2 separate regions of the Ovis aries genome follow, and region 1 is linked to region 2. Evidence: chromatin contacts called from public Hi-C data. All regions are on one chromosome and are shown on one strand. Each heading gives the region's core, a stretch centred on a gene start, on an enhancer-like site or on the middle of the called end of the contact. The rest is flanking DNA. Distances are from core to core; before and after follow the strand shown.

Region 1 (3,815 bases), core at 490-2,989, 130 kb before region 2:
CCCCGGAGGCAAACAGCATGGCTCTAACTTCCGTGAGGCCAGTCCACCGAGGGCGCTCCATTAGTGGGGAAACTTTAAGGAAAAACAGTATGTTTGCATACTCTCAAATTATCTCTCCCAGGATATTCATGAATTACAAAGGGGGAAGCAGTGACTTTCCAGGGGGAAACCCCACAGACGGCGCCTTAACCAAGTCACCAAGATTAGCATCACCAGTGACGGGACAAAGCGCCTCTCCCCCGACACCACGCAGAGAAGGGCCCAGAAGCGCTTATGAGGGATCCCCACCTCCAACGCACAGCCTCAGCCTCATCACAAGACATCGTCAGACAAGCCCAGGTGGAGAGACAGCCTAGTAGAAACATCCAATAACCTTCAAAGACTCCCAAGCACAAGGGTGGTGCCCCATCACATCCCCACTTAATTCACTTAGAACAACTAGAAACGTCAGCTGCAGTTTGGGTAAAAGACATTAGTGGATGAACTGGTGTCGAATAAAGTCTGTAGTTTACTTAATAACACCGTACCAAGGTGAATACTACAGCACGTAAGATGTTAACAGCAGGAGAAGCTGGGTGAATAGCTTATGGGAACTCTATTTTTGCTACTTTTCTACAGGTCTAAAATTATTCCCAGATAAAAGGTTTTTGTTTTTTTACTTTAAAACAAAACAAACTAGACTCTGCTATATAATAATGTTCACTTAAGTAAATTTGATCAATTCCCTTTCATAGCTAAAAGCATAGCCAGGTCAGAGCAGACCTCAGTTAGAGGAAATGTATGTAAGCCCTTTAGCACCACCAATGTCCAGGCCTCCACTCACTACTGGAGCACGTATAATTATTTCACTAAGAGCAGCGCTCTGTTTTTTCCCAATGCACACTCTCCCCAGACTGTTACAGAGTGGTACATTCCCTATTTTGAATCCCAAGAAATGCAGAAGCAGGATGTTGTCCGAGATCACGGAACAACTCAGAGACCAAGCTGCTATAAAGTGAAGATCTGACTCCTCTAATATCTGAAAGCTGATTGGTATCAAGCAGTTTGTGGGACTGGGAATACAACTTGGCCCCTGCCCCTGAGCTGCCTCTAATAAACAGGGAAAGGGAAAAACTAAGAGCTATCCCTGCAAATGAAATCGGGCGATCGCTGACCTCATGTCTCACGGGCACTGGACCCACGAATGCTTGCACCTGAGGCTCCACCAAGTCTGAGCACACCCACTGCCTGCAGAGCGCTGGGAGCCCCTCTCTGGAGTGCCAGAGGAGACCTCAGGTCCGCAAGAGCGTCCTGCTCACAGAGCCCGGATGTTACCCAGGCGTACTCAACAGAAGAGCCAGATAAATGAGAGCCACTTCTCAGGGCACTAAACAATTAACAGACGCCAACTCTGATGACTCGGATGATGGGAGTATCTACCACGCAGGGATGTGGACACAGCTAGCACAACGATGCTCCGTAAGTGAAAGAGGAAAATAGGCTTATGATGGAAAGGTAGGAGACTGCGGCGGAGAAATTTTACAAATCTAATATGCTACCTGAGGAAGGTAGAAAAGGAAAAACAAAATAAACCCAGAGTAAGTAAAAGGAGGGAAATAAGACAAGAGGAGAAACCAACGGAACAATACACAATGGAGAAAATGAACACTGATAGGAGCAGGCTCTTTGAGAAGGTAAGTACAATGCTAAACTTTGTCAACAGAGGGTGCTGGAGGGACTGCAAGGCTTGGAGAGGAAAGGGCTTCTTATCTGGTGTCGGTTGTCGGCTCTGCCGTCTCCAGTGTGCAGGGGACCCGGAGGTGCTCACTTGCGGGGAGGTGCTCTGCTAGCCAGCAAGCAGCTTCGCACACCAGCTCTGGCCCCGGCAGCCCAGGGCTCTGCTGTATCCTGGGCCACTGCACCCACTCCTCTACAGAGGTGACTCCCAGCCCTGCAGGGTGGGGAGCAAACTTCCAAGCTTGTTCCTTCCTGGGACATTTTCCCTCGGTCTTAAAGGCTGCAGCTGCACTTCTTTCTTGGCTATTTCTGCTTTCATCAGAGTCTCCTCTCACAGGTTAGCAGTTAACTCCTCCTACTGGTTAATCATTAGGTCGGTGACCACCTGGCCACCTGTTTATGGAAAGCTGACAGCTATTTTCGAAACTGCAGCTGACTTTTCTACTTACTCTAAGTGAATTACGTGGGGATGTGGTGGGGCCCCACCCTTGTCCTTGCGAGTCTTTGATGGTGGCACTGAGGTCTGCATGCTCCTCAGCGTGCACCGCTGCCCCTGGTTCTCGACCTTGGCAGGGGAGGAACGCTCCGGGAACTTCCACTTAACCCTTGCTCCGGTAATGGTCCCTGACCTGCAGGTCAGAGAACCATATGGGGATGTGGCCAGTGGTCAGAGATGTCTGTCAAGTATCCGTTCATCAAAAGATGAAGCTGACAGGTCTTGACTGCAGAGAATAGTTAACTGATTTATTAAAAACGAGAAGGGGAGGGCACGTGGGCTGAGCACATGCACAGAGGCAACAAGACACAGGATGGATGTAAGAAGTGAGCTGCACTCCAGAACACGGGAAAAGAAGAAAGGGGAAAAGGCCGGATGTTCTTCTCAACCTCAGATCACGGAGGGCCCCGAGGAGGAGGCAACTAGGAATAATCTCCATCTGAACGAAATGACCAAAGGCAGACTAATCTTTCAAAAGCACTAGTAGGTGAAATGTATCAGAGAGACTGGTTAGAAGGCCAAGGACACCGCACGTATGACAGGGAACTCGCTGGAGTTGTGGCAGAGAAATAAAGGTGGGTGTGTGTGAAAAACACTATAGAGTTTAAAAAAAATAAGATTTGGCAACTCATGAGATGCGAAGCATAACAGAGAATCAAAGATGACTTAAAACAGAACACAGACCACCAGGAGGACGACAGTACCAGTCTAGTACAGTCCTAGAACCAGGGATGCAAAGAGCAGACACAGACACACTGTCTTTCTGGATACACAAAGTTGCTACTGTGACTTGGTATAAATACGGGCAATTTAAAAAAATTTTTGCTTTCCTTCAAACACTTTTGCTTTTAGTCAGAAACACAGAAAATAGTAAGATGTGGCATTTTTCCAGGAAACTTTTAACCTAAAAATAGGGAACAAAGACAGGAAAGACAAGAGATTACTTTAAAACAATAAATAGTCTTCAATCTAAGGCAGGTTGTTCACTTGGCAGCAGCTTCCAAAGTATGCAAATACCACACACTTGGAAACATCTGAGCTTTAAAGAGAGAAACTACTCACAGATGTTTTCCCCCTTCTATAGGTTTTCGTGGGAAAGACTAAGTTTTTTAGGCACTATTGTGTGGTATCTGAACTGGTGGTCTCTGAGGCCAGGACGCCCGAGTTCAAATGCCAGCTCTGCCACATGCTGTCTGTGTGTTTTGGGGCACATGACTCAACCTCTCTGTGTTTTGATTTCCTCATATGCAAGACAGGAATGAAAGAGTACCTGTATCTCAGAGGGCTGTTTTGAAGATTAAATGTGTTAAATGAGGCACTTAGTATTGTATGTTTTTTTTTTTCCTTTTTAGTATTGTATGTTTATGTTTAGCTTTATCTAAACAAGAGTCCTATATATTGACAACAGAAATCAAGCTTTCTTCATTCTATTTGTGAACAAACACTGAGAACTTGAATATAAGCAAACTACAGATAAGTGAATTTTACTGGGAAGTACTTTAAACAGCAATGAAGAAGTAATAGTCATGTGTAACAATTACGAACGAAAGCAAGTTAATACTCTTAGAGAGTGAAATGTGAAAGTAAAGTCGCTTAGTCATGT
Region 2 (4,262 bases), core at 1,352-3,851:
ATGGATCTATGAGGCTCAATTCAGTTCAGTCGCTCAGTCGTGTCCAGGTCTTTGCAACCCCATGGACTGCAGCACGCCAGGCCTCCCTGTCCATCACCATCTCCCAGAGCTTGCTCAAACTCATGTCCATCGAGTTGGTGATGCCATCCAATCATTTCATCCTGTGTTGTCCCCTTATCCTCCCACCTCAGTCTTTCCCAGCATCAGGGTCTTTACCAATGAGTCAGTGCTTTGCATCAGGTGGCCAAAGTACTGGAGCTTCAGCTTCAGCATCAGTCCTTGCAATGAATATTCAGGACTGATTTCCTTTAGGATTGACTGGTTTGATCTCCTTGCAGTCCAAGGGACTCTCAAGAGTCTTCTCCAACATCACAGTTCAAAAGCATCAAGTTAAAGAAATAAATTATTAAAATTAATTTCACCTGTTCCTTCTCACTTTTTTCAATGTGGCCATTAGAAAGTTCATAGTGACACATGTGGCTCACAGTTTCTGTTGGACAGTGCTGAGCTAGATAACGATTACCTTGTTTTACAGACGGAGCTGTTGAGGCTTAGAGGGTTCAATAGCATTGACCAAGCCATGCAGCTAGTGAGTGGCAGCACAGCCGGATAAGTCAGGACTGCCTGGGAATCAAAGCCCTGGCTCTTAGACCCCAGTGGAGAACACGGCTGGCAGCATCTGGGCCCAGGGGCATTGGGTGCTGCCTCCTATAGGGAACAGTACCTCCCCAACCCGAAGGCAGCTGCACACAATTCATAACATTTCAGAGTCCTACCTGGGCCTGGGTAAGCTCCATTCTGCCTGGCTGGGTGCCCCAGCCAGAGGGCTGCCCCATCAGTTCCAGGTCTTCCTTGGGTTCTGGCTCATTTCAGGGGCCCCAGTTCAACAAGGATCCTCAGGGAAATCATGGCGGCCCATAAGCCCCTCACCTAACCCTGAAACATCTCTGGTTCTACCTTGTGGGGCTAGGTCTCTGAATCCAGCCCCGCAGGTGCCTGGCCTTCCTGGAAGGCCTGGGTGGGCTGGGGCAAACGAAGGGCAAGCCCTGCCCACAGCCCAGATCTGGTTCAGTGAGTGTGCTGGGTCTCAAGTTCAGAAATCCTCTGGGGTCTCAGGCATCGTGCCATGCCGCCAAATAAACTGTGTCCAGAGGCTGGGGTTCTTATCCCAGATACAATTTGAGACCCAGAGATAATATCTGGGTTTCCATTTCCTTCCCTATCACATTTATATTGATGGTGATCTTAATACATTTATTGACCAGGGAATTTTTGTGGAAATTAATATCTGTGCTGTTAATATGTTTCTGGTCAATAATGTGTTAACAGTTTTACAGAATAAAATAAATTATACATGAAGATGCTTTGTGGGGGAAAAAAAAGGTTTAAGTGATAGAAACACCCAAGGCATTATTATGTGGGTTTCTTCCCATTTGCTAGTATTTCATAAATAAAACAAGAAGTGCTATGTTATACAATCTTTCACCCCCTAAATTTCATACAAATTGTATTTAGCATAAGTTAAAATTGACTGACTGTAGCCCTGCTAAGCTCTTTAGTTACACAAGGACATCTTAGTAACATACAAGTATAGTTAAACACTGGAGCAAGTGGGACAAAATGCAAATATTTGTCCACTCTGGACGGTGAACTCAAGGGTGTTTATCATATTACTCTCTGGAATTCTCTGATTAATTTTTTTCATAATCTAAGAGAAATAGCAATAAGCAATGCTTTACATTTGCAATCCCTCAGGGCATTCCTGTAAGTAAAAGCTACTGGTATTTTTTTCTTCTCTTTCGAAAGAAATAGATGGTGACACCCTTCACCATCACCCAACCCAAACAATCCAATTTTGTCTACTTTAAAGATTTGTTAGACCTTGAAACTACCCACTCACCTTCTTCTATGATTCTTTTTAACATTAGGAGATATATTTCTGATGCTCTCTTATCTGCATTAGCGGCCTCAGCACTCAATTTACAATATGAAAATAGCATGAATTTTAAGTGTACAGAAGTCACATACTCTGCATGAATGTCACTATGCTCTTTTAAAATGTGTTTGTACAGACTCCTACTTTTGCTTAACTCATTAGAGTATGAGGTGGGCTTTTCAAACCAGACCATTCATCTCCATGCCAGATAAGTCACCTGAGTTAATGGGATAGGAGGACTCTCCCAGTGGCTCAACAGGAAAGAATCCACCTGCCAGCGCAGGAAACAACGGTTTTATCCTTGGGTCAGGAAGATCCTCTGGAAAAGGAAATGGCAACCCACTCCAGGATTCCTACCAGGGAAACCCCATGGACAGAGGGGCAGGCTATAGTCCCTGGGGCTGCAGAAGAGTCAGACCCTACTTAGCGACTAAACAACAACGGGATAGGATCAGACCTCAAACAGAAACAAGTTAGGTCAAAGAACTTCTCCTTTAAGTGCTTGCCTTGCGCCTCCATGTCTTGTGTTCACTTGCATGGCAAGCTGTTTGGCTTCTTTGTTTGTCCTGGGCAACCTTCTACATTTCTGAAATTATATTACGTGCCTTAAGGGACCATTAGCATAAAGTGAAATCTGTCCTAGTGCGATATAACTCAGTGCCACCTACTGGCAGATCAGGGTGTTGCCGTTATTCTTGCGTCTTTATTTCAAGTCACCTCTGGACACCTCTGAGTCTGGAGGGTGACCTTCCCTTCCCATTAAGCTGTATCCCATTCATGTCAAAGCAATGTATACAAATCAGTAAGTGAGGGAGTCTTGAACTAGTTTTTAAAGTTTTCATTGAGGCACAAGGTGTGTACAGAAAAGCGCACGAAAAGATACAGCTCAATTAATTTTTACACAATAAACTCAGGCATATAACCAGCATCCAGATCAAGAAACAAAACATGACTCTCCCCCCAGAAATCCTCCAGGGATTATCCTCCAAGGATAGTCTCTAACATCACTGAATACTGTGACCTGTGTTTGAAGGTTACATAAATATAACCATAAAGTATATTTTCTTTTGTGTCTTACTTCTGCTTAATAAGCATGCTTCTGAGATTGATCCATGTTGTTGTGTATAACTGTGGTTTCTTTTTTCTCATTGCCATATACACTCTGTTGTACGAATATTTCTCTATTTATTCATTCATTCTAGCATTGACATGTACAGGGGTGGTTTCACATTTGGACTATTATTAATACAACTTGTACAGCTGTGAACATTCTAGTAAATGACTTTTCAAGCACATATGTACACATTTCCGTTGGGCTTAGACCCAGGAGTGGAATTGCTGGGTCATAGGATTATTAAATTTAAGTTCTTGTCTCCATTGCTTTGTACTCCGAGCATAGCTTCTCTTTGTTGGCAGCAGTTACTAAACCACTTTGTGCTCTTCTCCCTTGGGTAAGATCACTGAGAGAGAAATCAGGAAAAAAAAATCCATTTCCCTGCTTTTTAGTCCTGGGCAATTTCAGTTGGCATCAGAGTTTAGAGAATGAAATAAATATTTGCTAAAAAACGGGCTAGATTCAAAGCTATCCTTCACATTTCTATAAAGAGTTAGAGCTAGTTTATTCTGAAATCTACATTGTTTGATATTAATAATGGACACTCCAGCATTCTTCTGATTAGTGTTTACTGTTACATCTTTCTTTATCCTTTTACTTTTAACTGAGCCATATTGTCGTATTTAAAGTGGGCATCTAGTAGACAGGATATGGTTGAGTCTTGGTTTCTATTAAATTCCATCTGGCATAATAATTGTTACGTTTAGATCTTTTACAATTGATATAACTATTGATATAGTTAGATTTGGGTCTGTTATTTTGTTATTTGTGTTCTGTTTTACCCTATGTTTACTTCCTCCTTGTTTCTCCCCTTTCTTGCCCTCTTTTGGATTATTTGAATATTTTCAGTATTCTATTTTGCTTATTTATTGACTTTTTTGGTAACACTTATTTGGATAACGTTTTAAGTAGTTTCTTTGGGGATTATAATATATATATTTAAACTTTCACTTTATTAACTTTCAGTGCTAAAATATTACCACTAAGATATTACTAAATATTACCACTAAAATATTCACTCTAAGTGAATATTTTACCACTTCAGGTAAAATGTTAAGGTCTTATTAGCATATGGTTTCCTTTGCTTTTCATCTTTTATGTTATAATTGTCAATTGTAGGGCACTTACATACACTGAAAAGCCCTTTCAACAGTTATGCATATATCAAAGAACTTAAGAAGAAAAAACCAGTCTACATTTACCAAGACATTT

What was found. A called contact is a pair of places that touch in the nucleus more often than the background predicts.
Region 1: a Hi-C map of liver shows a contact between it and region 2, with 2.2 times the contacts expected there. The contact joins two enhancer-like sites. A contact is called at or near these places in 5 of 16 Hi-C or Micro-C datasets (hypothalamus, liver, muscle and 1 more).

The regions. Positions count from the first base shown.
Region 1 is chr14:7,478,510-7,482,324 of ARS-UI_Ramb_v3.0, reverse strand. All of the region lies in intron 9 of GAN (gigaxonin), which reads right to left. Among named protein-coding and RNA genes, the nearest start is that of GAN, 42 kb to the right of the region's middle. Within about 2 kb of position 1,739, at least 10 of the 54 cell types and tissues checked have an H3K27ac peak or open chromatin away from gene starts, as enhancers often do. A contact at or near this core is called in liver, where this site is marked.
Region 2 is chr14:7,351,705-7,355,966 of ARS-UI_Ramb_v3.0, reverse strand. All of the region lies in intron 5 of LOC101121034 (polycystin-1-like protein 2), which reads left to right. LOC106990575 (a long non-coding RNA gene) reads right to left here. Exons shown (of 13, transcript XR_009596265.1): 12 at 217-4,262. Among named protein-coding and RNA genes, the nearest start is that of BCO1, 32 kb to the left of the region's middle. Within about 2 kb of position 2,601, at least 1 of the 54 cell types and tissues checked has an H3K27ac peak or open chromatin away from gene starts, as enhancers often do. A contact at or near this core is called in liver, where this site is marked.